7 separate regions of the Mus musculus genome follow, and all the other regions are linked to region 3. Evidence: chromatin contacts called from public promoter capture Hi-C data. All regions are on one chromosome and are shown on one strand. Each heading gives the region's core, a stretch centred on a gene start, on an enhancer-like site or on the middle of the called end of the contact. The rest is flanking DNA. Distances are from core to core; before and after follow the strand shown. Region 1 holds the start of Atf7ip (activating transcription factor 7 interacting protein). Region 2 holds the start of Plbd1 (phospholipase B domain containing 1). Region 3 holds the start of Ddx47 (DEAD box helicase 47). Region 4 holds the start of H2aj (H2J.A histone). Region 5 overlaps Arhgdib (Rho, GDP dissociation inhibitor (GDI) beta). Region 6 overlaps Atf7ip (activating transcription factor 7 interacting protein). Region 7 has its middle 22 kb from the start of Erp27.

What was found. Promoter capture Hi-C pulls out the DNA fragments that hold promoters and counts their contacts.
Region 1: a promoter capture Hi-C map of embryonic stem cells shows a contact between it and region 3, with 4 times the contacts expected there. The contact joins the promoter of Atf7ip here to the promoter of Ddx47 in region 3. A contact is called at or near these places in 8 of 39 promoter capture datasets (the 3T3-L1 cell line, the C10 cell line, cranial neural crest and 4 more), 2 of 115 datasets of contacts at active chromatin or transcription factors (astrocytes and pancreatic cancer cells) and 1 of 9 other capture datasets (macrophages).
Region 2: a contact with region 3 is called in a promoter capture Hi-C map of embryonic stem cells, with 4 times the contacts expected there. The contact joins the promoter of Plbd1 here to the promoter of Ddx47 in region 3. A contact is called at or near these places in 8 of 39 promoter capture datasets (the 3T3-L1 cell line, embryonic stem cells, hippocampal neurons and 3 more) and 1 of 115 datasets of contacts at active chromatin or transcription factors (pancreatic cancer cells).
Region 4: a contact with region 3 is called in a promoter capture Hi-C map of pre-B cells, with 2.5 times the contacts expected there. The contact joins the promoter of H2aj here to the promoter of Ddx47 in region 3. A contact is called at or near these places in 11 of 39 promoter capture datasets (the 3T3-L1 cell line, 3T3-L1-derived adipocytes, the C10 cell line and 7 more), 3 of 115 datasets of contacts at active chromatin or transcription factors (astrocytes, cardiomyocytes and pancreatic cancer cells) and 1 of 9 other capture datasets (liver).
Region 5: a promoter capture Hi-C map of pre-B cells shows a contact between it and region 3, with 5 times the contacts expected there. The contact joins the enhancer-like site here to the promoter of Ddx47 in region 3.
Region 6: a contact with region 3 is called in a promoter capture Hi-C map of the 3T3-L1 cell line, with 5 times the contacts expected there. The contact joins the enhancer-like site here to the promoter of Ddx47 in region 3. A contact is called at or near these places in 9 of 39 promoter capture datasets (the 3T3-L1 cell line, 3T3-L1-derived adipocytes, the C10 cell line and 5 more), 1 of 115 datasets of contacts at active chromatin or transcription factors (astrocytes) and 1 of 9 other capture datasets (macrophages).
Region 7: a promoter capture Hi-C map of hippocampal neurons shows a contact between it and region 3, with 2.6 times the contacts expected there. The contact joins the enhancer-like site here to the promoter of Ddx47 in region 3. A contact is called at or near these places in 4 of 39 promoter capture datasets (the 3T3-L1 cell line, 3T3-L1-derived adipocytes, hippocampal neurons and 1 more) and 1 of 115 datasets of contacts at active chromatin or transcription factors (pancreatic cancer cells).

Annotation. Positions count from the first base shown.
Region 1 is chr6:136,515,987-136,520,155 of GRCm38.p6, forward strand. It overlaps Atf7ip (activating transcription factor 7 interacting protein), which reads left to right and starts at 2,865. Exons shown (of 15, transcript NM_019426.2): 1 at 2,865-2,977. Gm44140 (a long non-coding RNA gene) reads right to left here and starts at 2,767. Exons shown (of 4, transcript XR_001785394.2): 1 at 2,612-2,767; 2 at 2,463-2,506.
Region 2 is chr6:136,660,014-136,664,090 of GRCm38.p6, forward strand. It overlaps Plbd1 (phospholipase B domain containing 1), which reads right to left and starts at 1,880. Exons shown (of 11, transcript NM_025806.2): 1 at 1,549-1,880. The coding sequence starts at 1,666.
Region 3 is chr6:135,009,775-135,013,502 of GRCm38.p6, forward strand. Ddx47 (DEAD box helicase 47) reads left to right here and starts at 1,838. Exons shown (of 12, transcript NM_026360.3): 1 at 1,838-1,954; 2 at 2,528-2,621. The coding sequence starts at 1,868.
Region 4 is chr6:136,806,295-136,810,253 of GRCm38.p6, forward strand. H2aj (H2J.A histone) reads left to right here and starts at 1,954. Exons shown (of 1, transcript NM_177688.4): 1 at 1,954-3,780. The coding sequence starts at 2,046. The coding sequence ends at 2,435.
Region 5 is chr6:136,929,672-136,933,885 of GRCm38.p6, forward strand. Arhgdib (Rho, GDP dissociation inhibitor (GDI) beta) reads right to left here. Exons shown (of 6, transcript NM_007486.5): 2 at 3,913-4,102; 3 at 2,589-2,672; 4 at 1-17. The coding sequence starts at 4,090. Among named protein-coding and RNA genes, the nearest start is that of Erp27, 9.6 kb to the left of the region's middle. Within about 2 kb of position 1,275, at least 191 of the 459 cell types and tissues checked have an H3K27ac peak or open chromatin away from gene starts, as enhancers often do. A contact at or near this core is called in pre-B cells, where this site is marked.
Region 6 is chr6:136,540,780-136,544,748 of GRCm38.p6, forward strand. The region is part of intron 1 of Atf7ip (activating transcription factor 7 interacting protein); the gene reads left to right. Among named protein-coding and RNA genes, the nearest start is that of Atf7ip, 24 kb to the left of the region's middle. Within about 2 kb of position 2,527, at least 216 of the 459 cell types and tissues checked have an H3K27ac peak or open chromatin away from gene starts, as enhancers often do. A contact at or near this core is called in astrocytes, embryonic stem cells, hematopoietic stem and progenitor cells and 1 more, where this site is marked.
Region 7 is chr6:136,898,178-136,902,186 of GRCm38.p6, forward strand. No RefSeq gene overlaps it. Among named protein-coding and RNA genes, the nearest start is that of Erp27, 22 kb to the right of the region's middle. Within about 2 kb of position 2,629, at least 77 of the 459 cell types and tissues checked have an H3K27ac peak or open chromatin away from gene starts, as enhancers often do. A contact at or near this core is called in pancreatic cancer cells, where this site is marked.

The sequences.
Region 1 (4,169 bases), core at 1,615-4,114, 1.5 Mb after region 3:
AGTCCCTTTTATTCAGTCTTAAAGGCTTTGTACATGCTCTGGGCTCAGCACATACATTTATTATTTAAATCTTTAAATATCACTCCTCCACACACACAAAGAGAAAAACCCATGGAAATTTACAAATCCCCTACAAATGTCTTTTTGGTTGTTCACTTCCTCTTTATACAAACAACCAGAAAACAGCCAAGGCTGGCCCTGTAGCCCACTGTCCTGCAGAAGCCCAGAGGAAGAACGAAGAGCCCCGGGGGCTTCCTGCAGACCAGAAATCTATATTCAGACCAGGGGACTTGTCTTTTGACTTCTGTAGACCCTTGCGTATGCTCTTTATGTTCAGATGCAAGCAGTTCAAGGTGCTGAGGCTGTTGAGTTTTTGATAAGGTTGTTTTGTTTTCCTCCCTCTCTTTGCACTCATCTGGACCATCACTGGCACTCCTGCACTCAGAGAACCACTGAGGCCCACAAAAGTCAGCCTTAGAGGGACCTTCACCCCTGCAGCTGGCCTGCATCTACAGGGCCAGGGATGCTTGCACCTGCTTGGGCTCTACCAGTGGCATCTGATCTTGTGGAAACCATGAATTTTGATGTTCTAGAGGGTAGGCTAGTGCACATGATATGGTCTCAGATGATCCATCACTAGGCAGGAGTAGGCACATGTGGGTGGAAAGATGGTTCACTCATTGTCCTGGTTGTTCAGAACTGGCTGCTCTTCTGGAGAACTTAGGTTTGATTCGCCAAGACTGACATGGAGGCTCACCTGGGTGACAGCATGAGGCAGCACAACCTTGCCCAGCTCTGACATACATCTCTTGTGTGTTGGTCCTGAGGAAACACTTCCCACAAGATTTCACCTCAATGATGTGGGGGCAGTCCATCGGCCACTGTCCCGGAAGAACAAAGTTCTGGTCTCTTGTTTATCACAGCTGGTTCTTCAGCTCGAGCTCATTTTAAACCACAGATTCTTCACACAAATGGCCTGGTAGAGTCTTTGCTTCCCTCTGAAACGTCACAAGCTGGGCCACTGTCGTCTGCACTGCTCTCAACATTCTTGTCTCTCTAGTTTCTACGTAACAGGTCCCTGAGTTCTCCACACTCCATGGCTTTAGTACAATGTCCTACCAATCTGCCTCTAATCAACATGCCCAGGTCTGTCACAGGAATTCTGGGGCTGGAGCAGGAACATGGAGCTGATGTTTTCTTCCTTTTCTTCTTTCTTTCCTTCCTTTCCTCTTCCACCTTTCTTTTCCTTTCTCTTCTGTTTCCTTCCTTCCTTCTTTTATTTATTTATTTATTTTTTTTGAGTCAAGGTTTCTCTGTGTAGTCAAGGATGTCTTAGAACTCACTCTGTAGACCAGGCTGGCTTAACCTCACAGAGACAGGCTTACTTACTGCTGCCACCCAAGTGTGGGTGGCACCACACTCAGCTGGGTGTTTCCCCTTTCAAGGCCTCTTGTTAGATTAAGTCAAGTCTATTCTAGATATTCTCTCTTTCAACTCAAAATCAATCTAGAATCTTAAATACATCTATTAAAAACACTTACCTTTTTCCTTTTCCCTTTTTTGGAAACAGGGTTTCTCTATATAGCCCTGGGTATCCTGAAACTAGATCTGTAAACCAGGCTGGCCTTCAAGTCTTAGATTTGCCTGGACACTGTATCACATTTTATGACCCCAGAAGTTGTTTCTTGAATTTCAATTTCCTTGGGTTTGCCTGTTTAATGTCCTAGTTGAATTGTCAAGTACAGGACAATAATGAAAGCTGTGAGCTTCTTTGGAGAGAGAGTCTCAAGCTCTAGATGATCTGGGAGCATGTGGCCCCAGGTTGTCCTTGTTCTCTCAAGACCTGCCTCATCTCCCTGAGTGCTTCTGGGAATTGAGCCACAGCTGCCCATGGGAGTGTAGATTTCCTCAGCACTGACAGCTACTTAACTTTTTGATTGGTTAAGTTACTATTGAACAAATACTTAAAGGGAGAAAATTAAGTTTAAGGGATTCCACCTAATATTATTTTTCTGGCTCTTACTGATTTACAAAACATATTTAGAATCTTTTCTTCATTCTAGCTTCTCTCAATTTGTCGGAACAGTGATTACTGTCTCTATTTAAGCGACACGTGAATTTATGAGGTGTGAAGGCATGATTGGTACTGCTTGCTCTCTTACAGGATATCCCCCCAAAAGATGTTCATCTCCACATCTTGATGATTAACACAATTAACTTAGTGAACTTTAAGTGATACCTGTAACACTTTGACAGAGTTTGAGGCCGATAGATTTCAAATTCCAGACCAGTGTGGGCTACGTGGCAAGTTCAATGGCTAGACTGAGTTAAACTGCACGAATCTTCATCAACAAAACAAAACAAAAAGATAAAAATTAAAAAAAATTTTTTTTTCGAATAAATTACCGTACTCTAGGTTCTCTAGACTTATGGAAAAATCTTTTCGCTTTTTAAACACCTACTTTTTTTTTTCTCAAGTCTCATGGAGGGGTGGCCACTGAGGAATCTCCATGCAAAAAAAAAAATAAAAAAATTAAAAAAAAAACAAAAAAAACCCCAATCACCTCCAGGATAAAAAAGAAAAGAGCCAACCGGAAAAAAAAAAAATCACCTCCGGATGCGATCGAAAAGACGGCAGCGCCACCACCGCAGACGGGCTACAATTTCAAGGCAGGAGGCGTGGCCAAAAATCCCTCATTCAAATAAAAAACCAGGAGATTTGCATGGAGAATAGGCATCGCGCACGTTCATTGGCCGATCGCTCAGTGGGTGGAGTACATAGTGTGCCCACGAAGCTCCGCCCCCATCTATTTGCATAACGGCCCCGGCGCGTGCTGGGGAGAAGCGGGTTTGTTTTTGAATCTGCGGTGGCGGCGAGTGGAGCGCACGGCTGAGACGGCAGCGTCCGGGACGGCTGCACGGGACGGCTGCGTAGGAAGGAACTCGGGTCCCAGGCTCTCACCTCCCGCCCCCGAAGGTATACGCGAGTGCCAGGGGCTGTTCTAACCACTGTCGGAGAAATGACTATTGTATTTCGGAAGAGTCAAGACCGCATTATGGCGGCTGCGGGAGTTGAGTGTGCGCCTGCGCGGTTGCGAAGCTGCGGGCGGGCGCTGCATGGGAGCACGTGATCGCGTGGGGTCGGGCTCTAGCTGCAGTTGAGCAGCTGGCCGGGCGGTGGCTGCGCAGGCGCAATATTCATTTTCAAGAGCTAATGTTCTTGTTGGACGCCATTTGGGTTCTAGATTTAATTTTCTCATTCTCGAGGGGGTTTCGTCTCGTGCTTCTTCTTTTCACATTTTCCGAGGAAAACGTTTCTCTCGTGTCTTACACCTACCCGCACCTTAAAATCCTTTATTTCTCTCACGGTTTCACCGGTGCAGACTTGATATTTTGGTACAAATTGCCTCTTGTGGTTCTCGATTATAATTTCGCGTTTAGTTAGGTATTTCTGGATTCGCGTTCCATTTAGGGAGATAAGATCGGCACCTAGTGGTGCTCTCGGGGGAAGTGCATTTACTTCAGCTGCACTTTTGTAAATACATTTTTAACCCTGTTTTTACCGGTTCGCTTTTGGATGTGCAATGTTTACAAAATAGAAACTTTTATTTTTGATTTGTTTGAGAGGACAAGAAAAGGATGTACAAGTTAAGTTGAAATCTCAATTTTCTCAGGTATTACATCTTTATTATTTTTTTTTTTAAAAAGGAACATTTCATCCAAAGTCAATGAAGTTTTAATCCAAACACTTGAGTCTTTCATGTTTTTAGTTTTACTGTTTCTTCAGTTAGAGAAATGTTAAAGAAAATTAGTGAACACGATTTCTCATTATTTTGGGATGACGTATAAGCTATTATATCATTTTTTGATGAAGAATTTTACAAATATTACAAGTTCTATTGAGGTCCTTATTTAAGGGAATCAATTAAACATTTTGAGTTTTTGAAAAAAATATGTGCACTGTAGTATATGTGTATAATGTACACTTTAAATATGTTTTAGGTGTATATGTCCTGGTTTTAGTTTCTTAAAATAACTATGGGTGTGCTACTGATTAAAGTTGTGATGCCACTAAATTTCAGTTGTATGTAGCACAATTAGGTCAGTTGTATGTAGCACATTGGGTCAGTATACGTATAATTTAATATAATTTTCTTATTCTACCCGTT
Region 2 (4,077 bases), core at 630-3,129, 1.7 Mb after region 3:
GACAGTTATATTTCTAATGAATAATTAATGATGAATCTGGGGACAGACTTGGGCGTGTATCAGGGTGAATCGTCTCCCTGAGATCTGATCACAGCTGGCATGATGCAAATACTGACTTCTGGAGTTTAGCCCTGCCTGCCTAGAGGAAGAACCAGTTTTACCAAGGAATGGGCTACATTTTGAGTCTCACGGAGGTCGGCTCATCTCTCTCTTACCAGGGCAAAGGAGGAACAGTTAGGACACAGCCTACTAAGCTCACAGTACGGAGCTAGGTTCCTTTGGGAGCCCTGGGAGATAGCAATGCCTCTGCTTTTTTACGATTTAAATTTTGGGTAATCTACTGGCAGGTTGAGGAAGCTTCAATACAGTACAAATAACATACTGATAAGAGGGAGAAAGGACATCCCATCTGTTTCAAATAGACACTGCAGGCAGGCATCCTTAGCTGTCCTCAAAGCTGTCATGTGGAGGAGCCTTTCAGGATTGCTGGCCATGGTAAGGAACCAGCAGCTTTTCTGGACTAAAGGGTGTGTGTGTGTGTGTGTGTGTGTGTGTGTGTGTGTGTGTGTGAGCGTGAGCGCTCATGTGGCGGGGGTAGGGAGGGATGACCAAAGAACATACAGCTAAATCAGGGGAGACATCAGGCACTTCCGGACCCTTCTCATCCCACAAGCCTGTGCCCACTGGGAAGTTTCCAGACATGAGTGGAGCAGGCTTTGAAAGCAAACACTTCCAAATGGCAAGGGTGCGGGTACTCGTTGAGAGACGGTAACGAGAAAAATCAGCGACTTTTGAAAGGGGACACTGCCCGCGTCCCTTCCTATTCTTGAATGGGTCAAACAAGGAGACGATTACGAAATCAGTCGTCCTCTCTGAATTTGACTTTTAGAATCTTCCAAGTCTACGCATCCCACAATTCATTTTGGTCTTGTTACAAATGGAAGGGTGAGACTGGAAGGACACCTGTTGAGGCCTGTTTTTTCTGAAGGGAAGGATTACACCAGTGCCCTCTGGCAACCCAGCTACCTTATCGCTTAGGCAAATTCCTGACTTCCCCCCAGTCGCAGCCTCTGTGCAGTAGAACGGAGACTTTAATCCACTTTAGGATTCTGAGGCCATTCAGAAGAGCTCAGCAGCCTTAAGCTCTGGCCCTGTCCCATATCAAGATGGCATAACCAGTTTGCTATCAGTTCTCTTAAGTCCAAGTCACTTGTCTACTTCTAGAAGCAGAACAAAGGTCAGCTCGAAATCACACCTCAGTCTGATTTGGAAAAATCTCTGGACTGGAGCCTTTTGGACCAGTCGAGGTTGTCCGGGACAAGATATGGGACAGAATTAAGGCCAAAACATTTTACGTTGGAGAGCCCTTGTACCCTCCTTCAATGCCACCGCTGATCCACCTCAGGGCTGGAACGTAACCCGCCAGGCTCCCCACCAAGAAGTACGACCCAAGACGCCCCTAGATGCAAAGCTGTTGGGACTCTGGCCAGCCGCCGGCGTGGGGGTACAGGGCAACGCCCCTAGTCCGCGGGCGGCCGTTCTGCTCACCTGTTGGGTCGCTCTGGCTGGCAGCGCCAGCCGCCCAGGGAGGCTGCAGCAGCAATGGCAGCAGCAGCAGCAGCGGCGATGGCGGCCTGAGGCTCCTGCCAGGGCTGCGGTGGCACATCGCTCCTCCGCTGTGACCTCGGCCTGGTTGGATTAGGTCCCGCTGGCGCCGGCGGTGGCAGCTGTTGCAAGAGCCGCACTTGAGGATGGTAGCAGGGCGCTGCGTTGCAGAGGCCGGGCCGATCTTAACTTTCTTCTGACATTAGTCTTGCCTGCTTGGGCGCTTCACGTGGCCTTGGGAACCAACCTTCGCCCTGCTGAGCCCCAGGCTAGGAGAGGCGGATCCTTTCCGTCTGGTCTGACCCTCCAGCCACCTGTGGGCCAGGCCGGGAAAGTTCTCTGTCGCGCTTTTGGGAAGTGCCGGGGCTGTGCTGCTTTCTCTGGTCGCCTCCTGGAGGGTGGGGCTCAGGGCTAAGGAATCAGTTAAAGGTGGCCTTGGTCCCTGTAGCAGAGGATAAGGAAACCGAGGCAGCAGTGGGTCGCATGCCTCCCCGTAGGTCGGATTCTGTGGCCTTCTGTCTTCTCAGGTCCCTCATCCGTCAGGAATCAGGGCTTCTTGCGCCAGCCTGTCTGACCTCAGGAGCTCAACACCTCCAGACCTTAGCTTTGTGTCTTCATTGGGCGGAGCTGATTCACGCGGGGCTAGAAGCAGATCTACCCCTGAGCTTCCATAGAGACCCATGTCTGGGCAGGACTCGCTGAAGGCAACATTGTGAAGTTGGCCAAGGGTGCCCTAGGTGACATTGTGAAGTAGGCAACAGACTTCAAGCTGACTGAGCTCATCTTTTGCTACTGAACCCAGGCAAGCAAACCACTGTAGCTGGGTTTGTAAAGCGTTCCAGAAGTCGAGGCAGGAGGATTAATGAAAGTCTGAGGACAATTTGGGCTACTGAATGAGACACTGTTTCCAAACACCAAAATATAAAAAATCCAGATAAACAAATAAATATTTTTTAAAAAGTAATGAAGAAGTGCCTTTGTTAGAGGAAGAAATAAATTTGTCATTGCTAGAAATGACACCTGTGAATTATGAAATACAAATCACAATTTCGTTTGGTAATATTCATTTAGTGGAGAAAGAAGCTGCAGGCATTGTAGGGACTGTACATAAAATAAAAACGAAGGTGAACGGTACCTTTGGGTCCTATGGCACGTGGCTAGTGAAGTGTCACCCCAAAAAGTGCAGGTGTGTCTCCATATCCCACTCTGTGACCTCACTGACCCTTCTGATCCAAGGAGACAAGTGTTCAGAGGAGGTGACTCTTTCAGGATGCCTGATGGGGGCTGGGCTCACCCACCTGATGGTTTGCTTGCCGAGTATTTATTGACTTCAGTGTTCCAGGATAGAGCCCTGTATGACACCGGGTCTGTAGAACACCAGACTAGTCGATGAAGTGGTTGGCTTGTTTTGAACGAGCAGTTTAATTGGATTAGACTTTCTTAAACTCAGTACTGTTGAAATTCTGTCCAGTTATGAGTGAGCATATGTGTGTGTCCGTCCGTGTGTGTGAGTGTGTCCTGTGCACTCTGAGGCCTTTAACATCCTTGAAAGTGCCTCCAGACCACGTCCAGTATTCCCCAAGGTAAAAAGTACTAACCTAGCAGAGCACTGTTACAGTAATTTGTGGTACATTTTGACATACTTAAATTGCGTTTTTTAAAAAAGATTTATTTATTTATTATATGTAAGTACACTGTAGCTGTCTTCAAACATTCCAGAAGAGGGAGTCAGATCTCATTAAGGATGGTTGTAAGCCACCATGTGGTTGCTGGGATTTAAACTCACAAGCTTCGGAAGAGCAGTCGGTGCTTTTAACCGCTGAGCCATCTCTCCAGCCCTTAAATTGAGGTTTTTAAACATCCAAAAGAATAGTGACAGCCAACTCTAGGTGAGACGGTCCAAGGATATTGGTTTCAAAATTGCAACTGGAATGAATAGGGCATAAACCAGAGATTTGACAGCCCTAACGGGCTAGCCTCAGCCACCCACCCTGTGACCACTAATCTTAGTTGTCCACTTGACACATCTCAGAAAAAGTAACTGAGGAATTTCCTCCATCAAATTGGACGATAGGCGTGTTGTGAGACACTTGTCTGGTTGCTGATTGTAACCAAAAGGGCCAGTCCTGTGTCAGGACCATCTCTAAGCAGGGTGGGCCTGGGCTACATAAGAAAGGCCACAGAATAGGAGCCTGGAGGCCAGGCAGTAAGTGTTCCTCCATGGCCTCCAGGCTCCTGCCCTGACTTTCCCTCAATGAAGGGCTGAAACCCGAAATACACTCTCTCCTACTCAAGTCAATATTTTATCACAGCAGTCGGGGAGCAACTAAAACACAGCCCCACTACACTCATGAAAGAGACAAAGAGAAGGGCTTCGTTTAGTACAGTTGCCTTGGGAAGATGAACAAAGGGATTCAGTCACCCCGAATTCACCCTGTATAGTCCTGGTTGTCCTGGAACTCAATCTGTAGA
Region 3 (3,728 bases), core at 588-3,087:
GAGGAACTGTATTAAAGGGTCGTAGCATCAGGAAGGCTGAGAACCACTGATAAAGAAACAGTCAGAGAAATCCCTCTGGTCTGCCATGGTTTCCAACCCCAACGCTTTGCTGAGTTTCACTTCACCCAGGTGGCACATACTTAACATCCATTTTGTCTCTAGAGTCAGGGAAACAAAGACCGCCTCTTGTCTCTGAGGCAGTCTCCTTTCCCAGTTTCTTTTCTGAAGACCAGCATCATGGTGAATGAGAGCAATGGTTTTTGTTTGTTTTTCCAGACAGGGTTTTTCTGTATAGCCCTGGGTGTCCTGGAACTCACTCTGTAGACCAGGGTAGCCTTGAACTCAGAGATTTGCCTGCCCCTGCCTCCCAAGCTCTGTGATTAAGGGAGTGTACCACCATAGTCCCCTCCCTTGGCTTTTTCTATTTATTCTTTTATCTTCTGTCATTTTGTTTCTGAATTCCGACTTGTGCATTTTATCTTAATTCCCCTCCCTCCACAGGCAATCATCACAAACCTCTTCAAGTGTAGTTTCTGCTTCTCTGTGTTTTAGTAGAAGGTTGTTACATCCATCCATACACACTTGTAATATAACACACATATAATATATATTTGAAACAGGGTCTTACCAAGTAACCCTGACTGTTCTGGAACTTGCTATGTAGACCGGGCAGGCCTCCACTTCACAGAGATTCACCTGCCTCTGTCTCCTGAGTGATGGGATTAAAGGCATGGGCCACCACTCCCAATCTTAGTTATATTATATTTAAATCTATGGCCTTTCCCACAACAGCCTCAGGACTTGGAGCCCTAAATACTCTTAAGGGTATGTTTGACATGCGCTGCGCACATTTTAACAACACACTCTGCCAGAGAAAGGGATACCACGAAGAAAAGCATAGCAGATTGTCTCTAATGCCTCAGTTTCAGAAAGTGTGCCCCACACATTGAGAATGCCAATGCCTCCCCACTAGGGTACACTTGCAGGCACAGGGCATGTAACATACATTGTACCTCACTAGCTTAAGTGGTGGCAGTTCAGATATCTCACGGGTCTCAGGAATTTTGTATTCACAGATCTGCCAGTTTTTTGTTTGTTTGTTTGTTTTTTCGAGACAGGGTTTCAGAAATCTGCCTGCCTCTGCCTCCCAAGCGCTGGGATTAAAGGCGTGTGCCACCACGCTCGGCTCAGATCTGCCAGTCTTGAATAGGTGTCCCCTGAACTCAGAACGGCCTTTCTGGTATCAGTAAGGTCCCAGCTCAAATATCACTGCCTCAGAGACACCTTCTCAGTCTTGCAGCAATCCTGACAATTCTTTCTCCCAAAGCTTTGCTCCCCTATTTTTATGTAGCACTTTTCATAATTCAAAGTGGCCCATTATTACCTATGTATTGTTTGCCTTCTCTTTGCAGTGGAAGTTGATACTGTCCTGCTCTATCATTAGACACCTAGCACAGTCCAAGCATATGGCAGGCTGTCAGTTGTCAAATATATGAAGTAATGAATAAATAGTATCGTGATGTCCATGTGTTTACATTTCTATAGTTAGAAAAGTGATAAGCCAAAGGGAAGACAGCCAAGGCCCTGGAAGGCCGAAGTTGCAGAATGAAATCCTGCCTCAAGAAACCAATTTAAAAAAATAAAAAATAGGGCAGATACCCAAAGGGCAGCAAGAAGGGATCGTCTCAGTTCCTTAGGCACACAGGCTTCCAGCCATTGCTGTTCTTCCAAGTCCCTCCTGTGTGGGGCGCTGCCACGCCAGACCCGCCAGCAGGAGGCGTTCAGAACCTACACTCTAGGAAAGTAATCGCCTACATTTCCCAGCACGCCTTGCGCCTCGGCCCCACTTCCGGAGCCCACGAGCAAGATGGCGGCGGACGAGGAACCCGATTCCCCCTCTGGAGCCCTTCAGACAGCTGCGGAAGAGGAGGAAACGAAAACATTTAAAGACCTGGTGAGAATGGGTGATGCTGGTATTTATTTTGTGATGTTGGCGTTTAGGCTCACCCAGGGTTTGGGTACTTCATATCCCAGCCGGTGGTGTGTAAAAACACCTTGGGGCCTAGCTCATGCTATCTTCAGGCTGTCAGAAACTCGGGGTCTCTTCACGCTCCCTCGGGTGCATTTGCCTTGTAGGATGCCGCTGGGTCGTGAGAGCCCCCGTTTGTTTTTCTCCCCAGTTACTGTAGAGCCTTATGTTATCTAGGGTCACGCGTGACCTCCTTACAAGAGGCAAGTTGTTATGGTGTGCGCCTCACTTTATACACGTGAGGCACTTGGTAGAATAATAGCTAGCCACTGGTCGGAACTGATTTGACGGGTTAAATGAGATAATACATGCAAAGAGTTGACAGCAGCCCCTGGTGAAGAGAAATTGTCTCAAGGCGCTGTCCCATAGTGTTCATATAAAGCAGGGTCTGAGATGTACAGTTATGTAAAGTGCAAAGGGCTACGTATCACCAGGAGGATGGCTCTGATAAAGGTGAGGATGTATTCTTTGCTAAAGTATGGTTTTCTGAATTCAAAGGGTGTTACGGATGTATTGTGTGAAGCTTGTGACCAGTTGGGATGGGCAAAGCCCACCAAGATCCAGATCGAAGCTATTCCTTTGGCCTTGCAAGGTAGGTTGGAATTAAATATGCAGGCTAGTACAGAGCCAGTGTGGCATTATATTCAGTTTTTGTGTTGCTTCTAAGAGCTATTGCTGTCAAATTCCAAGTGAAATAAAGATATAATCTCTCCCTGGGTATGGCAGGACTACTTGAGTTCTTAACACCGAGGAGGCAGAGACCTTGCTTCAAATAAATATAAAGCCAGGTGTGATCACGGTGGCACAAGCCTGTACCATTTGGGAGGTAGACACTGACGTTAATGAATGGTGGGACGACAGTTTTAAACCCCTAGAGCACTCTACTGTCTGAATTTGCATGGCAGATCCTGACTGTTAGCTCTAAGAGATGAGAATTAAGAATCCATACAATGGACCATCAAGAGACCCATAATTAGCCTCCAAACGATGACACCATTGCATACACTAGCAAGCGTTTGGTGCAAGGACCGTGATATAGCCGTCTCTTGTGAGACTATGCCGGGGCCTAGCAAACACATAGGTGGATGCTCAGAGTCAGCTATTGGATGGATCACAGGACCCCCAATGGAGGAGCTAGAGAAAGTATACAAGGAGCTAAAGAGATCTGCAACCCTGTAGGTGCAACATTATGAACTAACCAGTACCCCGGAGCTCTTGACTCTAGCTGCATATGTATCAAAAGATGCCGTAGTCGGCCATCACTGGAAAGAGAGGCCCACTGGACAGGCAAACTTTATATGCCCCAGTACAGGGGAACGCCAGGGCCAAAAAATGGGAATGGGTGGGTAGGGGAGTGGGGGGGGGAGGGTGTGGGAGGCTTTTGGGATAGCATTGGAAATGTAATTGAGGAAAATACGTAATTAAAAAAAAAAAAGAGGAAAAAAAAAAAAAAGAATCCACCATAAAGCTAGGCGTGGTGGTGCACACCTTTAATCCCAGCACTCCATTGGCAGAGACAGGAGGATTTCTGAGAGTTTGGGGCTAGCCTGGTCTACTAAGCAAGTAGGAAAACACTTTGTCTTTAAGACAAAGAACAAACAAACAACGCCCCCCCCCCAAAAAAAAAACCAGAAAGAAAATCCATCTTGCTTATTCTGTATCTTCCAACACCCTTGATCAGACCTTTCTTGAAGTTATC
Region 4 (3,959 bases), core at 704-3,203, 1.8 Mb after region 3:
AGACTAAGGAGAGGGTAAATTTATGATATTTTAATTAAATGGATACAAAAAAACCTACATGACATTTAATCAGCGTTTGACATTACTTAGTTGTGTAATTTCAGAAATGCAGTAAACTGAAGTACCGGAGTGAAACAGTGGAAGAAAAACACTTTAGTTTGTTTCAAATGTCAAGGGCCTATCATATGAATCATAAGAACAAGTTGAGGGATTCTGTTTCCAGTGTCTTGGCCTAAGAGTAATCTAAAGTCTCGATGGAGCACCAAGTGACAACCTCCAGCAGGCAGGCAGGCAGAGGCGAAGGGTCCTCCCCTCTGGAATCCAGTGGTTCTTCTCCGGCTCATACACAGCCCCAGAGCCACGTAATGTTAATATCCTATCAGATTCATCCATGCTATCCACAAGGACTGCATTCCTGCCTAGTCTGTGACTATGGCCTCGAGGCCCTGAGAAGGAAGGGACTGTCCCCAGGAGCAGCAACAGTGTCCAAAGACCAGCCTCATGTGGTATAGGTAGGACAGGCCAAAGAACCAGCTTTTGTCCCAGGCTGGTGGCTGCACACAACTTTAATCCCAGCATTAGGGAGGCAGGCAGATCTCTGAGTTGAAGGCCAGCCTGGTTTTTATAGTGAGTTCCACGGCTGCCAGGGCTACAGGAAGAAAAGTCTCAAAAACTAAAACAAATAGAAAACCTACAAAGCTTCTTTTGCAGCTAGCTCTCCAGGTGGGTGTGTCAAGGAGCAGATGACGAAAGCTCGTTCTAGGAGGGCAGAATTCAGCCAAGGAGCTATGGCTGAGCCGGAATTGCTGTGGCACTCACAAGCACAGACCCTGGAGTCAGATAGTCAGATTTGAAAGTCGCCCCTGGCTATACTGGAGACTAATTTCCATGAGTATGGTATGAGGGAACAGAGGTGCTCTTCTCTGGGCTTCCGGTTTTTGATTGTTTCCAGGTAGTTTCTCTCTTAGGCCAGGCTCAATTCAAGTTCTCCATACTCCTGCATCAGCTGGGTTTATAGGCACTGAACACCATAGTCTGCTTACTGTTGTATTTTATTTAAAAAAAAAAAAAAAAAGCCGGGGACGTTTGGTGGAGGAGCGTTATTGTGCACGTAGGGGGTAGAGGGGGTGCGGCCCATGCTGAGGTACCAGCCACAGGACGGTATAGTAGTTTATTTAGGGCATGAGGTGAGTTGAGGGGGTAGTAGCGAGAGCGAGAGAGAGAGAGAGAGCGAGAGCGAGAGCGAGAGCGAGAGAGAGAGAGAGAGAGAGAAAAGGCCGAGGGGGTGTGCGGGTGGAGGCCGGCCATGAACACGTGGAGAGAGGGGTAGGGGAATGGGAGAGAAGGGACAGAGGGCTAAGAGAGTAAGAAAGCAAGAGAAAAGTGTGGGTGTGTGTGTGGGGGGGGGCAAGCAGCTTCTTTTACAGTGGGTCAGGCACACCTGGCTGCTGCCAGGTAACTGTGGGGCGGAGCCTAGAAGAAATGCCAACACCATCATTTTTATTTTTTGAGATAAGGTCTCACTTCCTAGCTTGGTCTATAACGCACAAAGTAGCCCAGGCTGTCTTTGTATTGGTAATCCTCCTACTTCAGCTCTTTCTCCCTCCAAAAGCTAGGATTACTGATTTGAACCAAGTATGGCTTTGCTTAACTCCCCGTTTTCGCTGCCCTCCCTCCGTTCCTTCCTTATTAGGCTGGTATGGATCTTGGAATATCTACAGCTGACCTTAGGCTCCGGGCAATCTTGTATCGGCTACCCTAGTGCTGGGATTGCAGACTCGAACCACCCAGTTAACTACATCCTGGCAGCCAATCCCAACAAGTTTGAGGATGCCTGTGAACTATGTAAATTAGGACTAGAAATTTGAGCTTTTGATTGGGAGACATCTGGATGGGCGGGGGCTCTGCTTCCGCGAGCTGATTGGGTACGGTACCTGCCTGTCACGGGCGGCAGCGGCTGCAGTTTGGCGAGGCAGTTCCGGGGTGGCGCGCGTCGTCCCGGAACTGAGCGAGCCGGTGTTGGAGTTCCAGGCGCGGGGTCGAGCATGTCCGGGCGAGGCAAGCAGGGCGGTAAGGTGCGCGCCAAGGCCAAGTCGCGCTCGTCGCGCGCGGGCCTGCAGTTCCCCGTGGGCCGCGTTCACCGGCTGCTGCGGAAGGGCAACTACGCGGAGCGCGTGGGCGCGGGAGCGCCCGTGTACCTGGCGGCGGTGCTGGAGTACCTGACGGCCGAGATCCTGGAGCTGGCGGGCAACGCGGCGAGGGACAACAAGAAGACGCGCATCATCCCTCGTCACCTGCAGCTGGCCATCCGCAACGACGAGGAGCTCAACAAGCTGCTGGGCCGTGTGACCATCGCGCAGGGCGGCGTCCTGCCCAATATCCAGGCCGTGCTGCTGCCCAAGAAGACGGAGAGCCAGAAGGTGAAGAGCAAGTGAACCCGACAGACGGGTGCAGAGCCCGCCCGCCACAGTCCGCAGCCAATAAAGTCGGTGAAAAGCGAGTAATCTAGAGAGCTGTGTAGTCGCGGGACCGAGGGGGTGTTGGGTGGGGACGAGTTCCAACTTTGAGCGTGACGCAGGCCACCTGTGTGGCCATGTGCGAGCCGGAGGAACCCAGCGGGTGGATTGGGAGAGCCCCGTCGCATCACCGTGGGCAGGAGAAGCGGACCTAGTGCCCAGAGGCTACTCTGGAATTGGCTTTGCCTAACTCCCCAGTCTTAGGGAAAAGTGGTAGGGAAGGTGTTGCGAGCTGTGAACAAGAAGTTGCCTCGCTTGTCATACATAGGAAGGTTGAGCTATATGTACCCTAGCCATTTGGAAAAGACAGGAACTTGGGATCCTTGGTGGGTGCTAGTTATTTATGGTAGTATTTAAGCTAATAGATGTTACGTATTCGTGATCTGAATGCCAGCCATCTTCACATTGCACACTTGTGTTCAATATTCTTTATAATGAAGTAACTTGTGCAATACGGAAGTGAGTCACGAAGTTTGCGCTCTGGATGGTGTTGCGTAACAGCGGGGCCCTCGGTCTTAAGTAGTGTATGTTTAGCAGCTCCTAAAATGATCTTCTCTTGGTGCTTGCGGTGGTGTTACCCCTCATCCCTGCATTTGGGAAGTAGAACGCCTTTCGTGGCTAGATAGCGAGTTTGTGGCCGTTTCTGAACTACATTAGACCGTGTCTCAAAATATGTTTCTGTCTCCCCTCGAGTTTTAGCTGCATGGCAGCCTCTTATCCAGCACTGATTCTGAGAATCAGCCTGATTTTACTTAAAAGCAAAACCGATTTTTTTTTTTTTTTTTTAGGGGTGACTGTTAGCTTTCCTGGGATCAGGTTTCTTCTTTTCCGTAACTGTTGAGTTGGGTGATGGCGCCTCAAGGAAGGAAAGGGTCGTGTGAGTTAACGTAACGCGGAGAGCCAAACCCCAGGGCCCTGGAAATGCGATTCTTGCCTTGGTCATTCCGTTTCCTGCTCACTCAGTAACCATCATTCTGTTAGCAGGAGCCACAAAACATCCCATGCTACGGAGGTTTCACTCTGGGTTCTTCCCCTCCACCCCCGGGGGGGAGTCAGAGTTCAAGTCTTCCTCTTCATTTGCAGTATTTCCCCTCGAAATTTATTTCATTCCCAGTATTGGTATGACGTCTACACCACGTGCTAGTAACTGAGGGTACAGCTGTGAATGAGGCCAGCTAGGTCTCACTGTCCCGAACACGTGGTCCCCCCCCCATGGTTTCTGAAGACAGCAAAAAGGACAAATAAAGAATATATTACAAATCTGTGTCTTGACAGTGTTTGATTTTCTACTGTTTGTTGTATTGACATTGGAATTCTTGGTGCTCATCTTGAACGATGTATAAAGGTTTGTCGTACCTCTGATAAAGAGGCAGGTTGCTCCCACTGACACCTGAGGAGAACAGACTGCAATGGTGTTATGGGCGGTTTCAGGAGGTAAACTTT
Region 5 (4,214 bases), core at 25-2,524, 1.9 Mb after region 3:
GAGGGCCTCGAGATCGCCTGTAGAAGAGGAGTTACAAAGTTACTATCCCCAAGAAGAATGAAAGCCAAGCTTCGGCATCTTCTGCTCGGCCCACCTGGGTTACGTGATTCATAAGAGTGTGAGATTAGTGTAAACACACACACACACAGACATACACACACACACACCCTATACTGGCTTACAAATCTTACAAATTAGTTATTAAAAAATCAAAACTGTAACATAGTAAAGGGTTTTCCTACAAGTTTGATGTCTATGCCAAAAATACAGTTTTTTTCCAATAAATAGTCGTGAAGATAAATCTTTTTTCCCCCCCTAACTTCTAATCAGTACTCAGGAAGATAACTATATTTTATTGTTGTCAATAACAAAAAAAGTGTCAATCAACCAACCAGCCTAGAAGAAATTGAGCTAATATTCTGTCTATTAAAAACTTCATGTATATACATAGCTAGATGGAGACATGAGGATTTCTTTCAAAGAATTATAAAAATATAGATATATAAAAGCATCAGCCTTTGGCTTTCAAAGAATTGATAGGCTTCAAGAAAATTTCCCTCCATCAATTCATACAATTGATATTAACAATTGATAATATATGGTATTTCCTAGCTTTAACAGCTACTTTTAGTTTTTATAATTATTTAAGTAAGTGCTCACTTTGGACTCACTAGACTTGCGTTTACAACATTTTTTTTTAAGGAAGAACATTCTAATTGTAACAGCTTTAGGGTTCATAACCCTGAGATCTGCCATTAATTCTTAGGCCCTGCTTAGGGAAGCTATGACGATGCTTTCTTTAGTCTTTCCTCCAAATACTCCTGCATAGCTCAGTTGTGTATGTGTGCATATACATGTGCATGTGTGTTCACATATGTATGTATGTGTATGTATACGTGTATACTTCGGGAAAGTGTTTGACTTCATAAACACTGTTATATGACTTTAGCTCAGCGCTTTCTTTAGGACAGAAATGCAGGTTTTCTCTTCTGAGAGAGGAGGACAGAGACCAAGCTCTTCTGCCTGGTCCTCCGTCCTGTCTGGGCATGTCCTCAGCAGCGCCAGACCTACTCCTGCAAACTGACAGTTGTACCTGGCCACGTGACACAGCCGAGTGCAGGAAGAGGCCTGAGTCTGGATGAGAGAATGAGTTTCTGTCTGGGGTGATGCTGCAGCTCGGGGCCATGCATGTGTGCGTGCAGGGCGGGGCCATGCATATGTGCCTGCCGGGTGCCTGCTCTACTGATTACAGTTGAACAGGAAGCCTGTCTTCTCAGGCCCCGATTTCCTCCCCTTGACAGAAATATCCATATAAGGCAAAGCACACACGCCCTGTGAGAGGAAGCTCTGCTGCTAAACTTACTGCTCTCGACCCGTGCTTTCCTCTGGCTTCTGTAAAGCTTTGACTTTGGTGACAGATCTACCTTGGATGCCCCTGATTTGGATTTATGACCCCTTTCCCAACCCCCAATAGGTGATTATTTTCCCATGAAGCCCCCCTTCCCAGTTTCTGCTCATCTCCTCAAGATCTGCCTAATGAGAGCAGTTGGCTGTTAGTCACAAAAGGTGAAATAAACACCAATTATTATTTTGGGGTTTTTGTCAGAGAAATTGTTTAGGAATAGAGTTTTAAGCTTTGGGTGTGCGGAGCAGGGGAGTGTCTGTCATTATTCAGGAGGTGCTGGGCTTTCCTCGCCTTCTGCTAAGGCCATAGCTGGGATAAGATCAGCGCTTTCGCTGGTGTTCAAACCATATAAGTACTGCGAGTCTAGCCACGCACAGCATTTCCACCTGCATTGTCTCCTACAAGAATAGCTGTTTCTTCTGTTACCACGTGGAAGCACAGATCTGAAGTCAATACTGCACAACTGAGTAACTGAAGGCTGAAGAGATCGCGCGATCAATAAAATGCTTGAAGAGATCGCACGATCAATAAAATGCTTGCCAGGCAAGCACGAGTATTTCCTGAACCCACATTTAAAATGTTCTGAGATAAATAAATAAACAAACAAACAAACAAACAAACAAACAATATCCCCCCCTTATTAAATAAAGCTGTGCATGCTAGCTCTGGAGCAAGGGGGGGGGGCAGGTGGAGCCCTGGAGCTCACCAGCCAGGCAGACTAGCTCACGTGAGAGAGCCCGAGGTGCCCTGTCTTGATTGATGCTTGCTGCGAGAGGACCCAGTTCATATGGACAATGGTTCCCCTGGGCTAGTGGTCCTGGTGCTTTGAGGAAACAGGCTGAGCAAGCCCATCCGATAAGCAGATCCCGAGGTTAACTTGCATGCACACATGTACTCTTCATATGAACACGAATACAGAAGCAGAATAGTGCACAAATACTCACTTACCCACAAAAGGTGTCCAACTCTCAATTGTTCCACTACATTGAGTCAGGAGCTGGGTTTTTTTCATTAAATACAGAAAGCAGTGGACACTGGGAATGCAATGGTTGTGGCCTGGTACGAGTGCATGCATCTCCAAGAGCCACCTGACTAGTTTTCTCCAGTGGGAATTGGGGACAAAGATCAAATTTTCCCTGTGACATCTTAGACCCCTCTGAAGAGTAGAGATGTGTTCACTTACCAGTAAGGTCCATGGTGATGGGTCCTGGTGCACTGTCACATACAAGGCTAAGCCGGGTAACAGTCACGTTGGGAACTGTTGGGTCTGCAGGGTTCAAAAGAAACCATGAGCACACAGAAGGGCATTAAGTGGAGAAGAGCTCGTGAGTGCATGCATGGGAGTATGCGTGTGTGCACGCATGTGTTTGTGTGTGTGTGTGTGTAGATACAAATGTGTGTATGAGTGCATGTGTGTGCATGTATGTGCGGGCATGTGTGTGTGTACACATACAAATGTGTGTATGAGTGCATGTGTGTACATGTATGTGCGTGTGTGTGTGTTTCATGCTGTGGATGATAAAAGAGAATATAAAGAGGAATTTAAATATGTAGCAATCAAAACAGAATGGCAGACTCGCTATGTTTACTATTGATTTCTATAAAAATGGAAGAATTAAGAATTTTCTAATTCAGGCATTTACGGATTGTGTTCACTACTTTTAGGTCAAATCGGCACAAGCTAGGATCATTTTGGAAGAGTGACCCTTACTTGAGAAAGTGCTCCCACCAGACTTGCCTGTGGGCAAGCTGGTAGTGCATTTTCTTGCTTGATGATTGCTGTGGGAGGGACCAGCTCATATGGACAGAGTTTCCCCTGGGTTAGTGGTCCTGGGTGCTATAAGAAAGCAGGCTGAACAAACTCTGGGGAGCAAGCCAGTGCACCCCTCCATGTCCCTCAGCTTCAGTTTCTGTCTCCAGGTTTTTGCCCAGAGCTCCCAGCCTGTCTTCCCTCACTGATGCACTGTGATGGTGGAAGCATAAGACAAATAAACACTTTTCTCTCCAACTTGCTAACTAAGACACAGACTCATCTTAATTATAAGTCTCAAATACTGAGACATTGTCTATTCAGGCCTGTCGCCATGTCTTGTTCTGGCAGTGTGTGTGTGTGTGTGTGTGTGTGTATGTGTGTGTGTGTGTGTGTGTGTGTGTGTGTGTGTGCTAGAGAGAGAGAAAGAGAGACAGAGACAGACAGAGACAGAGGAATAGTTAAGAAACGTCCAAGAAAGAGAGAGAAAAAAAGTAGGGACTAGTGGAGACCGGAATAGAGTGCAGTTGTGGTCTGAAGTTCTACATGCTCCATGTGGGTAATTTTTGTCTGCTTCACCTCTGACTCTCACACAGGCTCCAAAGAAAACATAATTATACAATCCATGACCTTAGGCAGCAGGTACAGATGGTGCCTCACCCACCTAACCAGGAAGCCCTTTGCTCCTGACTGTGGGTGACAGCAATTGCATGTCTCCGTGGAGGCCTTGCCCTGACCCATCCCTACACGCACACACCTGCTACCACAGGGACATCTCCCAGCAGTGTTTTCTTGTACTTGGTTAGACTCTCGTCATCCTTGTCCATCTCCTGCAGCTCCTTCAAGGACTTCTGAGGGGGTGGCTTATAATTGAGCTTGCTGTCCAGGTCGTCGTCCGCCTCTTCCAGCTGTGGCTGTGCATCCTTCTCCGTCATCTTGATTGCTCTCTATTTCAGAGAGAGAATGATGGTTCATTAGGCGCTGGGGTTGCTACTGGTACCACCTTAGTGGAGATCTGTATTCATCGGTGATTTTCAAATTGTTCCTCAACACAGATAT
Region 6 (3,969 bases), core at 1,277-3,776, 1.5 Mb after region 3:
CCACCCTGCTCACTTTCCAACTTTAGAGAAGGAATTAAAAGCTTCAGCAACAAAGATGGAAAGCTGATATAAATGTTATTGAACATGGATGCCAAGTTCCAACCCCAGCAAGCAGAAGAACTTTTTGGCAGCTTCAGCCGCATGGGCCTGGCATCAGAGTTAATGATACAAGAAAGGGTTGTGGAACCTCCCTCTGCTGCTAAGAAAATCTGCTGTTGGGCATGTGTGAAGGGTGTCCTTGTGTGGAGGCCTACAGAGGCCATTGGATGAGGGTAAAGCCTGGATTATGTTGGAGACCCAGTGTTGGTGCTGGAGGTGCCAATCTTGGCACACCTGCCGAGGAGAGCTGCAGAGACAACAACATTGGAAGGAGTTGGGGAGACAGATTTGGAGCTTGCCCTGGTAGTTTTGGGTCATGGTTTGCTTCAGTATTTTCTCATTATGTTCTCTTTCCTCCCTTTGGAATGATTATGTATATTCTGAGCAATTATATGTTGGAAGTATGTGACCCACTTTTTGATTTTGATTTTTGATTACAGGGGTTATGGTTAAGAGAGTGCCATCAGTCTCAGAGACTTTTGACATTTAAACAGTATGGAGAGTGGCATCATAGACTAGGGTGATCTTTGAAATTGGACTGAATGCATTTTTGCATTATGATATGGCTATAAGCCTATAGGAGCCAGGGACTGGAATGTGGTGGTTTGAATAAGAATGAATGGCCATGGAGTCATGTATTTGAATGCTTAGTCACCAGGGAGTGGCTCCGTTTGTATGTGTGGCATTGTTGGAGAAGTGTAGCATGAGGAGAGTGGGCTTTGAGGATTCAAAAGCTCATGGAAACTCAGTGTCTCCGTCTCTACCTGTGGATCCGGATGTGGCTCTCAGCTGCTTCTGCAGCGCCATCCCTGCCATGCCTGCTGCTAGTCTTCCCACCGTGATGATAATGAATTAAACCTCTGAAATTGTAAGCCAGCCCCCAATTAAATGCTTTCTTTGTCTTATTGCATTGGTCATGGTGTCTCTCTTCACAGCAGTAGAGCAGTGATTATGACGCTGTAAAGCCTTCTAAGCTCTCTTTGCAGCTCTTGAGCCTTTCTGATGAATGTGGTACTTAAGAATCTGGTGTTTAGAGCTGTGTGCCCCCCTCCCCAATATTAAGTGTATGGTTAATTCTGAAATTGCATTGTATTTTACTGTCATTTTGTCTGCTGGGGTGTAATGGGCATGGTGGACAGGTCTTGAGAGGACAGTGTGGTTGTCTGAGAAGAATTTATCCATTCCCTTTCAGTTATTCTCTTTCACAGGGGACAGTTATAATTGTCTGCATATTGAAGATTCCGATTTACTGTTTATACAATAGTACTTCTTTATTCATATTTAGAGTCTCATTACTATATAAAGGGTGACTTAAATAAGTTAAAAATTAGGATAAAACTAGAGACATGGTTATAGGAGATGGCTCAGCAGCTTAGGAGAGCTTACTGCTCTTGCAGTTCCTGGCATCCACTTCAGGGAGCTCACTCACAACTGCCTTCATCTCCAGAGAGATCTGACACATCAGGCCTCTGTGTGCAGCTAGCATTTACATGAACCTACCCATGTGCAAAATGCATGCAGACAGGTAATCTAAAATAATAAGAATAAATCTAAAAATAAAAATGTATTTTGAAGTCATCCCTAGAATTTTAAGTATTTTCTAGTTTGTTAATTTGAATGTAGAACTAGGCTGTGGATTTGGCTATAGTTTAGGTTGTCTGTACTTTTAACATAGGGTAAAGCCAAGTAAATGGAGTTGCAGAATTTGTATCAGTAAATCATAAATTAGCCAAAACAGTTTAAACCAGGTACCCACAATCACCAGTAGTGACTTGATGCTTGCACATGAGGAAATTGAAATGATAAATCAGCCACATAATTTTGACAGGAATTGTGGCACTGACATTTGTAATTCAATATGTCTTTGTTTTGGTAGGAAGAAAGAACATACTTTACTAATGTTAGTTGGTGTTAGTAAATATGTTGAATTATTTGACCATCATAATAATGGTACATGAGGATGTGCGTTTTATTCAGTGAATATGTCTAACAGCAAGTTTGCTTGCAAAAATTTATATTTATTCATTAATAAAACTTGGAAACATAATTGTATATTAGAGTGAAGATAGCTTTTATTTAATGAGTTATAATTTATGGTTGTAATGATTTATAATTAGAAAATATTAAATTTTATATATACATATATATTAGACTGTGACCAAGTAAGCTAAGGATTTAAAAAATTTAGTGGGGGGGGTTAAATTGTTTCATGTGGCAGGGGTTGAGTTTCGGTAGAAGTTGCTTTTGTTTTTTTTCTGGGAATTGAATTCTTTTAGTGGCTAGCTAGCTAGATGGCTTCTAGAACCAGCCAGTGCCTGCTGGAGAACTAATGGAAGGGCTTTCTCTCCAGCCATGAAGAAAGGACTGCTTTATTTATGTAAATTGTTCTTACTGGCGCCAGCTAGCTGGAACTGCAGTCTGCCTGTGCAGTGGCAGCAGATAACACGTGTCCTGGACTTCCTCTTTGGAATGTGTGGGCTGACAGTGAAGGGTTGAAGCCTTAGTGTCCCAGTAATGAGACTCCAGCACTGGCAGTGCCGTGGATGACGAGAGCAACTGTGTGTTTTAAGCTTTAAGTTCGGCTCTTAGAGACTGACACCATTAGTAATAGGTGGGAGGCACTTAACTTCGAACAGTTGCTGCAGACCCCATAGTTGCCTGGATAGAGAGTGGCACAGAGAATCCAGATTCTAGGCATCTTCACTGCAAACGGTCCTTTTGAAGATAAGAGCTCTTGTGCCCCGTGAGCATCACTGATACATTGAATAACAGCTTTTTGGCTTCGTGGTTAATGGGATATTAATGGGATGTTTGCTACGCAAACTACTCAACAAATGTGAAACAACAAAGGGAATCACAACACTTAGCCAACTATTGTATTGTGTTCCTGAGTTTTTAAAAATGAATATGAATCAAATAAGAAACTTAAACTCAAGAAGTCTCATTAGATTTTAAAGTTTGCACTGCCTTAAGTGAAGTACAAAGCTGCCCCCAGGGAAGAGATTCAGGTCCCCTCTCTGGGACAGCTCCTCATCATAGGTGCTCCAGCTGTCTCTCTGCCTTTGGGTGTTTGTTTGTTTGTTTGTTTGTTTTTCCCCCAGCTATAGTAATGACAGGATTGGTAGATTATTAGTGTTAATATTCAGGAGATTTTGAGAGCCTTATTTGGATTTAGTCTTTTAAAGAGATGTCATTGTAAATTCACATTTGAAGTGAAATGAACTAATTAATAAATGAAGTGAGCTTCATGTGGATATTACTAATTTATATTACATATGAATCAGCCACTATAGCCTGTTACCATGTCCTCAGTTATATCAGCACCAACTGGTGTATGAGGAGAAATGGCATTCTTACCATAACTAACTCACTGCAAAGTTTTAGTGTGCATTTAACAGAGGTCAGCATTTAGATCAGACTGCTTATGCATTCACATTTGACTGACATGTTAAACAATAGATGTTTATACAGAGTTGATAGTATCGTTTTCACTCCACATAATAAATTAATTTCCAAATATTTAAATTTATCACAATTTTAATATGTATTAATTAAGAATTCCATTATATCTAATACTTTATTTCGTAAGTTGACCAATGGTACACAGGCATTGTTTTTCTTGTGTTATATACCTGAAATATTACATCCTGTGGAAATAAAAATATATGTATAATAGAGGTTTATATAATTACTACAAAGATAGAAAGATGTATGTTTGTGAAGAAATGCACATGTGTTTATTAATGTCATACAGAGATTAGGTATTTTAAATTGTTGTAATTGTATTTGTGGAATAGGTGTAAGTAGGAGGAGATGTGAAGTAGTGATGCCAACTTAGGGACACAGAGGAAAATGCTCCAGCAGGCCACC
Region 7 (4,009 bases), core at 1,379-3,878, 1.9 Mb after region 3:
AATTGGAAACATTGTGCTTAAACCAGACATTTTGAAAGCTAAGCACTTAGTGAATTCACTTTTTCAAAATGACCACACTAAGAAAGCAAATTGTGATTAAAATGAGCTGGGGATGTCAGTTTTCAAAGGGTAGCTTTAGTAAATCAACATTTTAGCACATGGTCTGGCCAGCTTGGATCTGTCTGGATGGGATGGATGTACTGTCAGCCGTTTTTTGACAGTTACCAGCTGGATCAGAGAGAGCAACACTTCCCGACCTCCTAACTCCCACTTTGTACATCAGCAACACCTCACTGGCGTTTCTTCTTGCATTTCACAATCATGTAGGCATCTTGCCACAAACCAGCGTGCCCTTCAGAAACACCTCCCACTTCTATTGCTGACTGATGGCCCCTTTCCCTCTCCAGCTCTGCTGTATCATTAGTGGTGCTCACAAAAGGCTTGTGAGGTTAAAGACTGGGTCAATTCTAGGGAGGCTTCACATGGGAGGGATTAGATCACAAGCATCAATTTCTCATTTTCACCGTGATGTGTTGTGAAAGTGTGGTAGAGTATTTGTTACACGCATCACACGGGTAGTCTCTTTGGAACCAACATGATTTTAATGGCCATAGAAATGTCAGGAAAAGCCAGAACCTTTTATGAACTGTTCAACATGCATCTATTTTCTGTTAGAGCCTTCCATCCCTAACTACTCTTCTCTGTGCTTAGCCATGATGTTATCACTCACCAGGACCTTTTCTCCATTAAAACTGTGAAGGCTAAAGTTATGTTTTAAGTTAAAATTGCTGTGCTTAAGAAATCTATAAAACAACAACAACAACAAAAAAATGCCTCCAACCTGTGAACCCCACAGGTAACAGAATGCTGGGGGCTGTTGTTCAGGTAAGATAAGTCACATGTCTTCATTTCTGTAAACAAGCTTGGTTGCCCCAACTGCACAGGAAGTGCTCGACCACACATAGGCAGAAAGCATGTCAGGATGTATGCTTGCCTCCGTTGGATGAAGGAGGGAAGTGAGTAGCCATGGGGTACTTTCTAAGCATCTGTCTAACAATTCTCAGTCATTCTCTAGGAATTCAGGATATGGTCTGTCCAGTATTTAATAAAGCTTGATTCAAATTTGGCTCAAAAATTGTGGTATTGAACTTATTTTTACCCAGTGGGATTTACAGTACATCCTAGGGAGAGGAGATAGAGAAAGGCAGAAACAGGAACAGGAAGTTGTTACTGGCAACACTAAATCATGAGTGTTTATCTAGTTGGTATAAATCAGCACCATTGTTCTGTCTACAGCCAAATCTAACACCAGTGTTTGCTAACTTGCAATTTGCTGTTCATGTTTCTGCTTTTCTCTTTATGATCTGTTGTCATGATCAGAATATATGGCTACTAGTCTACATACTTTAGAAATTCAGAGTGCTTCTCAAAATCCAGGTGATGGAGGAGAGAAGGGAGTGAGTCATCCGGACGCCATCTTGGATCTCATTTATTTCCTCATGTATCTTCCCTCCTGGTAGCCGCTCAGTAAATGCTTGAAGTGGTGAGTGGGGCCTCCATTCTGCCGTTAGAAGTTTGCTCTAGGGCTGGAGAGATGGCTCAGCGGTTAAGAACACTGGCTGCTCTCCCAAAGGTCTTGAGTTCAATTCCCAGCAGCCACATGGTGGCTCACAACTGTCTGTATTGGAATCTGATGCCCTCTTCTGGTGTGTCAGAAGACAGCTACAGCATGCTCGTGTATATACTATAAAAAGTTTGCTCTCTTTCTTTCCTGCTTGTTTCTTTGCTTTTGGGGATAGGTCCCATGGTGCCTTATGGGCCCCAGATTGGCCTGGTGCTCCACAGGTGCTCTGAGGTTGACCTTGAACTTCTGTTTCCTCTTCTTCCACCTTTTGAATGTGGAGATCACACACATGAGCCACCATGCCTGGTGTATGTGATACTGATGATCAAACCCAGGGTTAAAAGTATTTCATGACGGTAGGCACGAAGTCTACCAATTACGCTACATCCCAGGCCCTACCCTAGTCCTTTTTATGATGATAACAAAAGCATGTTTTCCTCCAACCACAGCCAATGGTATTCTGTGTTCTTTAAAAGATATACAGCTGATTCATACTGTCCTCAGGAGTTGCAAAGCATCTACAGGTGATGGTCACTATTGGGGTAGGAAGGCTTGATCCCCATGTTCCAACTTGGGACAGTTTTACAAGACATCATAGCATAAAGCTCCCCACGGGATTGCCTAAGAAGTTATTATGTTTTTTTCTTCTGTTCAGACCTACTTCCATTTCAATACAACTCCCAAGAGCTTCCCCCAGTAAACTTCCTGCAAGGGAATAAAGTCTCTTAGCCATCTCCCTGGGCAATATGAGCTGTATGACAGCCTGTTTATTATTTTTAAAATTCTTACCTCACCACAGCTTGAATTATGTCAAATATGTTCTTGCTTTTCTTCCTTAAGCCTAGGCTAACACTATGTTGCCATACTGAGACCAGTGGGTCTCAAGTAGGAATGGAATCCTGCCGTTGTGACTTGAGTAATTATTTGGGTAGTTGAATATTAACATGTAGCCTCCACATGACTATTTATATCCTACAGGAACAGCCGACCCTGCCTTTCTCTTCTCTCACCCACTCCTCCCCACCATGACTCAACGTTTTCATAGTCAAGTTCACAATAATACTGAACTGTGGTTTCAGAATAGGAAATGACTTATCTTAGAAACAACACTAAGGGATTAAGTCTTTCACATGTGCAGGTATGCTTTTTAAACTTATTTATTTCTTTGGTTTATTTCTACAGTTCTTTTTCTCCAGGGGTTCAGATTCCAGTAGTCAATGGACCTTAGCCCAAAATTTTTCACGTTCTCCACATCTTCATATAAAGTCTTTGTAGTGAGAAACTAGGGGGGTCAGGCCCAGTCCACTTCCTGGTTTGTTTTTTATCTGCTTAAAAGACCTGGTATGTTTAGAAAGGTAAAGTAAACAGGGTTGGCTCCTATTGGGGATTGGTTCTAATGCTTTGTCTTAATTGGACTCCCAAAGCCACACTTCCCTTGGTCTGGGGCGGGGGAGTCCCTGTCCCAGCTGGTTTTGATTGATAGTAAAGTATTGCAATACAGTTAATGGCTGGGCAGAAAGATGGAGGCAGGACTTTTAGATTGCTCAAATAAGAGAAGAGAGAGAGGGAGAGAGGGGGGAAGAGAGGGGGAGAGAGGGGGAGAGAAGAGAGAATCACCATGACTTGGAGGGAGAGGGACCAGATTTTTTTTAAAAGATTCATTTTATTTTATATATATGAGTACACTATAGCTATCTTCAGACACACCAGAAGAGGGCATCAGATCCCATTACAGATGGCGGTGAGCCACCGTGTGGGTGCTGGGAATTGAACTCAGGACCTCTGGAAGAGCAGTCAGTGCTTTTAATCGCTGAGCCATCTCTCCAGCCGAGAGGGACCAGATTTAAGAGCTACAGAAGAAAACCATCCAACAATGCAGGTGGAAAGGGAAAGAAGCCCTATGTGGGGGGAGGGCTGCCCAAAAGACAATAGGACAGTGAAGAGAAAACATAGATTCAGGTGTTAAGCCAGGAATACCAGAGGGAAATGTATGCTAGCCTCGGGGAGGATTAGAAATGCTCAGTCAAGGCATATCAAAATTATCTGGTGGTGCATTAGTGTCTTTCATTCGAGCTCTTGGGTGGGTGCTCAAAGTTTGTTTGTGAAATGTGATTTTCTGCACCGAGCCCCTTTCCTGATGAACTTGCCACTGTGGCTCTTCCTCCATCCCTGGAGACTCCTTAGCCATTGCCCGCTTCCTATTAATTTCTCCCCACAGCATACCTCCTCTCCTTCCCACAGCTTCCTCTGTTCTGTGGATCTCTGTCCATGGCCCAGACACAGTCTGATGGCGTCCATGTCCCACTGCAACAGGGAATTCTCTGCTCCATGGATCTTCCTCTAAGGCCAAGCTTACTTCCCTCCTTCAGGAGTCAACCCTGCTTG